2 separate regions of the Arachis hypogaea genome follow, and region 1 is linked to region 2. A link is a contact called in public Hi-C data. All regions are on one chromosome and are shown on one strand. The core of a region is the stretch at or near the end of the contact, and the rest is flanking DNA. Distances in the headings are between cores, read along the strand shown.

Region 1 (3,824 bases), core at 50-2,549, 67 kb before region 2:
TATGCAAACAGTATATAGATTGATATTGCGATAGTATACAAACCATTGAAACTTAAATATAGACGGCATCCATACCTTAACCGCACGCCAGTGATCCAAACACTCTCGATGTACATATTTTGATGTACCTTTGCATTTGCAAGGAGCAATGAAATCTCTGCCTGGGATGAATTAAAAGTAAAATTAACTAAATATATTTGTAAAACAGGCAGATAGTAACTGGTAGGATATATCATGAACCATGATAATCTAAATGTTAAGCTAAATAATAAGTATTCACAAATTCATATACTAGGGAATTGCAATAAATTCAAGTATCAGTAAACTGAGCTAAGAATTCAGAGTAACAACTAAAAAACTAAGAACTACAGCTAGAATTATACAAGTAATAGCTCGATATAAATAGTTCAAGCTCAAATTGAGATAAAATGTTGTTTATTTCAAACTAAAGCAAATGCATTTATCCACTCGGAAAAAAATCACAAATAGAGTAGAATCGTGGAACAAGCTCAGAACAGGTGATCGAATCCCTAAGCTGGAAATTAGAAACATTTAAACAGAAAAAAGAGAATGGAAAGGGCAAAATTACCATCTGTTTCGAGACAAATCCGGCATTGGATTTGTTCGGAGGAACCGGCTTCAAGGTCGATGGCGGAAGAGTGGGTGATAGATGAAGGAGGAATTAGAGGAGAAGAAACTATTTGATCCGTCATTAATTAACTAATAATCAATCAATCAATTAATTAATTAGTTAATTATTAAAGGGAAAGTTGGAAGTTGAAGTAAGAGGAAAATGGAAGATTGGAAGGGTACAAAGGAGAGAAGCGAGAGTGAACAGTGAAGTTGAGTTTAGCCGTTTACGAAAACCTTCTTGTTATTCCTAACTAATTCTGTTGCTTACTGAGTGTAGGAAGAGTAGGTTCCACTCTATCCCTCTTATTCCTTGCTTTCCTCTTTGTATCTCTTGGGTGGAGAACAAATTTCAGTGTTTAATGATTACGCTGCGAAATTAGGAGAAAAGGGTGAGACCAAGAATTGAGAATTCCCAAAAGCCAAAACTAAACACAACCTTTCAGCAACGAAAACTACCTTTTCAACTATGGACTTTATTTTGACAGCATGATTTGATTGAGCAAAAAACCATCAGCGACCAATCAAGTTCGATCAAATTGTTATAAATATTTTTTATATTATGTACTATTTATTGTGTATGTATTTCTTCATCTTTAAGCGTGTTTTTTCTTCTTCTTCCTTATACATTTTTGTAACTCCTTCTCTTCTTTCTTTTTCTTCATTTTTTTTTCTTTTGATATTGTTGTCATTATTTATTTCGCAAGTAAAATTCGGTCATTGTCCATTCTCACAAAGAATAAAGCGATTCCTACCAAAAAAAAATGGATATTTCAACCTTCAACCTTTTTATTTTGAGATAATATGATTTTTCTGTTAAAAAATTCATTAAATAATAATAAAAATTAGTTTTGTAGAGATTTTATTTATATTTTATGGAAGTTTTAAACCCCCACAAGCTATTAATAAGTTTGTTTTTAAAAAATTCCTTCACCAATAATGGTTAAGTGAAGAAAAATCATTGATGAAAATGATGCCGTAAAAAAAATAATTGTAGTACAATACTTTTTAAAAGAAAAAAAATGGGGTTAAGTACAATTTTAGTACCTAAGGTAGGGGCTAAAAATTTTTTTCGTCCCTAATTTTTTTGTTTACAAATCATCCCTAAGGTTTAATTTAATTTTAAAATTGTCCTTCGGACGAAAATATCCTTCCCCCTTCTTCTCCAAAATCAACAAAAACAGAACCTAAAGCTGAAGCTAAAGCTGAACTAGAAGTTGAAGCAGAAGCAGATGCAACACCAATGAAACAACAATCAGAAGCACAACAACAACAATGGATAATGAAATCAGAAGAAGAACAACAACAAAAGCTACTAGAAGTAGAAGAATAACAATAATGGACTAAAACAAGAACCCAGAAAATCATCATCATCATCGTCAAGAACTCAGAAAAATAAGAACCCAAATGCAGAACTCAGAACTCAGAAAAACAAGAAAATCATCATCATCATTGTCAAAACTCAGAACCATTGACAAAACTCAGAACTAAAATTCTTCCTCTTTCATTAACAAAACTCAGATGTAATTACAATAATCAGAAATCCATAAATTCATCTTCAATTACAAAAACTGAAAATCCATAAATATAATTACCGAAAATCCCTCTGAAAATCTTTGTTGCAAATTTCGCACACGACTACCACCACCACCTCTTGGACGACGATGAAAAAAACACGAGGGCGCGGCCAGACGCGTTGCGGCGAGGCGAGGGCGAGTTGCAGTGAGGTTAGGGCGCAAGTCGCGGCGCTGCGAGGCGACAACGACGGCGAGGGCAAGGAGAAATAGCGAACGACGAGGAGCAGGAGTGGCGGCAGCGAGGAGCAACGGCGGTGGCCCTTTCCCTTCTCTCCCCCCCGGTGGGTGATATCCTTCCCCCTTCCCCGGTTACCCTTTTTCTCTTTTTTTTTTTCTTTTTTTAGTTAAGGTTATTTTCGGAATAAAAATTAAAAATTTAGTAAAAATGACAATTTTAGAACTAAGTTAAATCTTTGGGACGATTTTGTAAGTAAAAAAAGGTTAAGGACGAAAAAAATTTTTAGCCCCTACTTTAGAGACCAAAATCGTATTTAACCCGAAAAAAATAACATCGAATAAAAAATGAAAGAAGAGAACTTTAATGTTGATAATATTGATATTGGTGATGATGACGATAGAGGAAATAATGATAATGATAAAGTATGGTTACACAATAAAAATAATAGAAGTAGAAGTGATAATAGTGAGGATGAAAAAAGTAGTGGTAGTAGTGGTAGTAATTGATTATATTGTTCAAAAGAATTTTGTGGAGTTTAAAACCCCCACAAAATACAAATAAAACCCCCCACAAAATTAATTTTTGTTATTATTTAACAATATTTTTAACAGATAAATCGTATTATCCCAAAATAAAAAAGCTGAGGACCGCGTCCGTTTTTTTAGACATATATCACGTTATCTTTCGTGAAAATGGACAAGGACCGAATTGGGTCTTTATTCTTTCTTCCATCTCTTTTTTCATTTGATTTATATTTCTTTTCTCTTGTTCCTTTATTATCATCACTATCATCATTCTCATCTTTTTCTTAATTAAATATCACACGATAAGAAAGTACATCATATTTTTATGTTACAGTTAAAAAATTTTGGTGTCAAAATAAAAAATTTTTGTGTTACAATTAAGATATTTTGCTATTATTTTTCTGATAAATTTTACACAATTCAAAATTCTCCTTCCTCTTCCTCCTCCACATCATCATTATCTTCTTCTTTTTCTTCTTGTTTTACATCCTCCTCCTTTTCTTCGTCATCGTCATCATCATCATCATCTCTTTTTTCTATTCATCTTCTCCTTTTTTTTTTACCTTTTTATAATTTCTCTTATTTTACCCTTTTAACAAGAATAAAAATAAAAATAAAAAAATACATAATACTACAAAATTACCACAAAAAGAAGGAAAAAAAACACAAGCAACAGTAGCAACCATAGAAGAAAAAAAAGAACAAAATCACCACGAAGAAGAGGAGAAGAAGAAAATAAACGCAAGCAACAACAGCAACCATAGAAGAAGAAGAACTGCGCGAGATACAAATGTTTACGTTAGTGGAGAATTGAAACATATAGACATACTCTCACTAATGAAACTGATTTTTGTTAGACGTGAACTAACTTAGTTGAACTTGGTTGTCAAAAATACTTGAATGTGTGTGTAGCAG
Region 2 (3,485 bases), core at 99-2,598:
TCCACACCATACTTTTAGAATTGAATTGAAGGAACTCACTCAACCTTCTACCCAATTTTCGAATGCAACAAGAGACGGCTTCACTTAACCTCACTTGTCCACACCATGATTTAATCACGAAATCCAAAAGGGGAGGTTTTTACACCTTCAATCGCTCAATATAACAACTACAATAATTTATGAAGTATTTATAACCTCTTATTAAGTTAAAATAAAGAAAACTCATAAACATAAATCAAATTTAATAATAAATAAATATAATTAAAATACATCAAACTAAATTAAATATTCTAAAAATATAAATTAATAATTTTTAAATAATACTTCAACTGTTCGTATTATGAATATTTGAAATATATATAAAAAATTCTTGCAAACGTAAAAAAATTGTAATTGGGCTTTGATTCTTTGTTAATAAATGAAATCGAAAATTGATTTTTCTCTTTTGGGTAAAGAATCGAAAATTGAAATTTGAAAATAAGAGAATCAAACCAAAATTTAATACTTCCGTCCAAAAATCTAGGTAAAAAATTATATCAACTGGGTTGGGTTTATTATGATTTATGGGGCTCAAGGTTTTGTTGGTGGTTGGATGGGGCTCAATAATGGTGGTGGTGATAAATTCCAGCAATAGGCTTTTTCCTATTTTATATTTGAGTGATAAAACTTCTTTATCCAATCACCACAAAAGGTAGCACAAAAGGATAAGAATTAAGAAATGCTGCGAGCAAAAAGTTCAAGCAACATTATGGGAATTTATGAAGAAGCTGCCTTTATTAGGTAATGCTTTAAAAACATACAAAGAAAAAGGGACTTATTTCAGCCAAAATCAAAAGTTTAAAGAAGTCTTGCTAAATAGTTCTAGACACTCTTCAAAAAATAAAAGTAACAAAAAAAATCATGTTTGAAAAAATGATTTTCAATAAATTTAAATTTATAAAAAATATATTTATGACGAAAATATAATAAATGCTAATGCATTCTAAGTAAAATAAAGCGTTCGTCGTTTCTTAAAAAATGACATATTATTAGAGGTAATAAATAAAGTAATAGGTTATAAATTTTATTCTCATTAGTAATCTAATTTTAGGCATTACAATATTACAATCCACACGCACTATACCCTCATATTAAGAATTAAGAGGCCATATGATTGCCACTTGAACTAAGCTTCAGGTGCCCAATTTTCAAATTAAACTTTCTTTTAAAAAAATACATATTTTTTGGGTGTGAAATAGTTTTTTTTTTTTGACGAATTTTTTTTTTTTTGGCAATCGGTAAGAGTTGAGCCCGAGACTTTTTGGATGAGAAGGGGGCGGAATGCCGTGTGAGCTAAGACTCACTGGCTTTTGAACGAGATTAATTCTGTATAAGACGAATTTTGGGCGCTTTACTGATCTTGCTACCATATTGGGCCAAAACATTTGCCCATAACTTTTGGATAAATGGACATCATTTTTTAATTGTTTGGACTTTAAGCTTAAAGTTTTAATGAATTTTCCTCTTTAAATTTGGGCCTCAACAGAGTCAGTAAGTAAAAATAATTTTTCCTTCCAAAAACACCTGGTTGCTATTGACAAAAATATTACAACGAAGTTATGCCAGACATGGAGAATTTGTAGACCTCTCATCAAGCCACCAAAATTTAAATTCCAGGAGTGGAATATAAAACAAAAAAATGTAGTTATGTAAATAAAAAAGTTCTTCTAAAATTAAAAAAATTATAAAATAATAAAACAAGAAGTTATTTGTAATTTAATTATATGTAAGTTCTGTTATCTTAATTTAAAAATGATTAGATTCTTTTTTTATTTTTCTAATTTTATGATTTTAGAAAAAAATAATTCATGTGAATTATATAGTGAATTAACTTCTTCCTCTGTTTTTTCATTTTTTTTAAAAAAAAAAAAGAAAAGAAATGATCACAATCTCGTCGCAAAACCTTATTCAATTCGAAGCATAATATTATATCTTCTATTATCACAAGATTATTCAATAACAATTATTTGAACATTACGATTGTTAGCTGAAGTTTAATTCTGCCATCATTCCATTTTGTTTTTTAAGTACGTGCAATCGGCAATATTCGTCGTTTTTAAAATATAAGAAAATCGAGTGAAATATCTATTACTACATGGAACAAATGAAAAGAAGAAAAAGGAAAATCTCAAGCACTGAACTTATTATATGAGCATGTAATCCCTCTCTGGCAACTGTTCAAAGCACTTTGGAGTTTGGATTGGAATCGAGAATTGAGAGTAAAAACTAAAAAGCACAAATAGGAGAAGGCCAGTGTGTGTTTGCGTGACGTTACATTTCATTGTATTATTAATTATTATTCAAAGCGATAATACACACACTAACGCTCAGAATATTAATATGAAAAATTAAAAAAATCACAAGAATAGGTTGGCCAACCATTTTCAAATGCAGCCACCACCAACATTATTGTAGCTTTATAGCTATGCACGTACGTCATTCAATCCAATACCATATTGTCAATACAAATAATTTAAACTTATCATGGCATCCGAAATTATTTCTTAAATTCCTTCCATGTCAACAATTATATCCATGACAATTGTGCTTTATTTTTTTTCATTTTAGGTACAATTTTTCTTGTTGCTTATTTAATTACACTTCTACGGTTACGATGCAATCAATAAGAGCTGGTCAATGTATAAAAAAAGGTGGAACTATTGGAATCTATGAATTGAAGATGTCGCTCACAAGTACACTTCGGTGCATTTATTTATTTATTAAAAAAATATAAATTATTAGAATTGAAATTGCATCCTCTTTTTTCGTGGCCAGTTGTTTATTCTTTTCCAATATGATTCAATCCGAGAGATATTTTTATGCATTTAATCCATCTAAATTGCTTGACATACAATGCTTTTATTTGCTGTAACGTTTACTACCATCGAATTTTTTTTATATGTATTTTGAATTTATTCATTACCACTTTATATGAGAAAATATATATTATCAGAAATCCTTTTGATGAATAATAAAAATTATAGTTAATTTTGTAGAAAAGTGTTTATTGCACATGATATCTTTATTATTATTATTATTTTATTTTAAAAAATGTAATTTTTACTTTTTACCATTTTTGAAGAAGGGTCACATGGCCTGTATTATTTATGTATGATATGATCGAGATTTTAGTACTAACTTAAACATAATTTGTGGGATCTTGAAACGGTTTACGTATTGTTAGAACCACAATATAAATCGTAGATCCTCCAGCTATTTATGAAGATGTATAAGAGAAACATAATGGACTCTAAGTCGTAGCGGTTTATGAAAAAAGATAATCTATTTTTTTTTATTGTACAGGTAATCTATTATAACGTATAGTGAATTATGAATGGATATTGTGTATAAATACTATTTGAATGTAAGTGTAATGTAGAGTGGTCAAATATAATGTCTAATGATAAATTTTTTTTAATTTTTGTACACCATAAAGGGAAGATTAA

Evidence for each region. A called contact is a pair of places that touch in the nucleus more often than the background predicts.
Region 1: a contact with region 2 is called in a Hi-C map of leaf, with 6 times the contacts expected there. The contact joins the promoter of LOC112733270 here to the enhancer-like site in region 2. A contact is called at or near these places in 2 of 8 Hi-C or Micro-C datasets (both in leaf).

The regions. Positions count from the first base shown.
Region 1 is chr13:127,043,693-127,047,516 of arahy.Tifrunner.gnm2.J5K5, reverse strand. LOC112733270 reads right to left here and starts at 1,299. Exons shown (of 8, transcript XM_072212468.1): 1 at 1,090-1,299; 2 at 590-1,001; 3 at 76-161. The coding sequence starts at 713.
Region 2 is chr13:126,976,949-126,980,433 of arahy.Tifrunner.gnm2.J5K5, reverse strand. No RefSeq gene overlaps it. Among protein-coding and RNA genes, the nearest start is that of LOC112733268, 13 kb to the right of the region's middle. Within about 2 kb of position 1,348, at least 3 of the 3 cell types and tissues checked have open chromatin away from gene starts, as enhancers often do.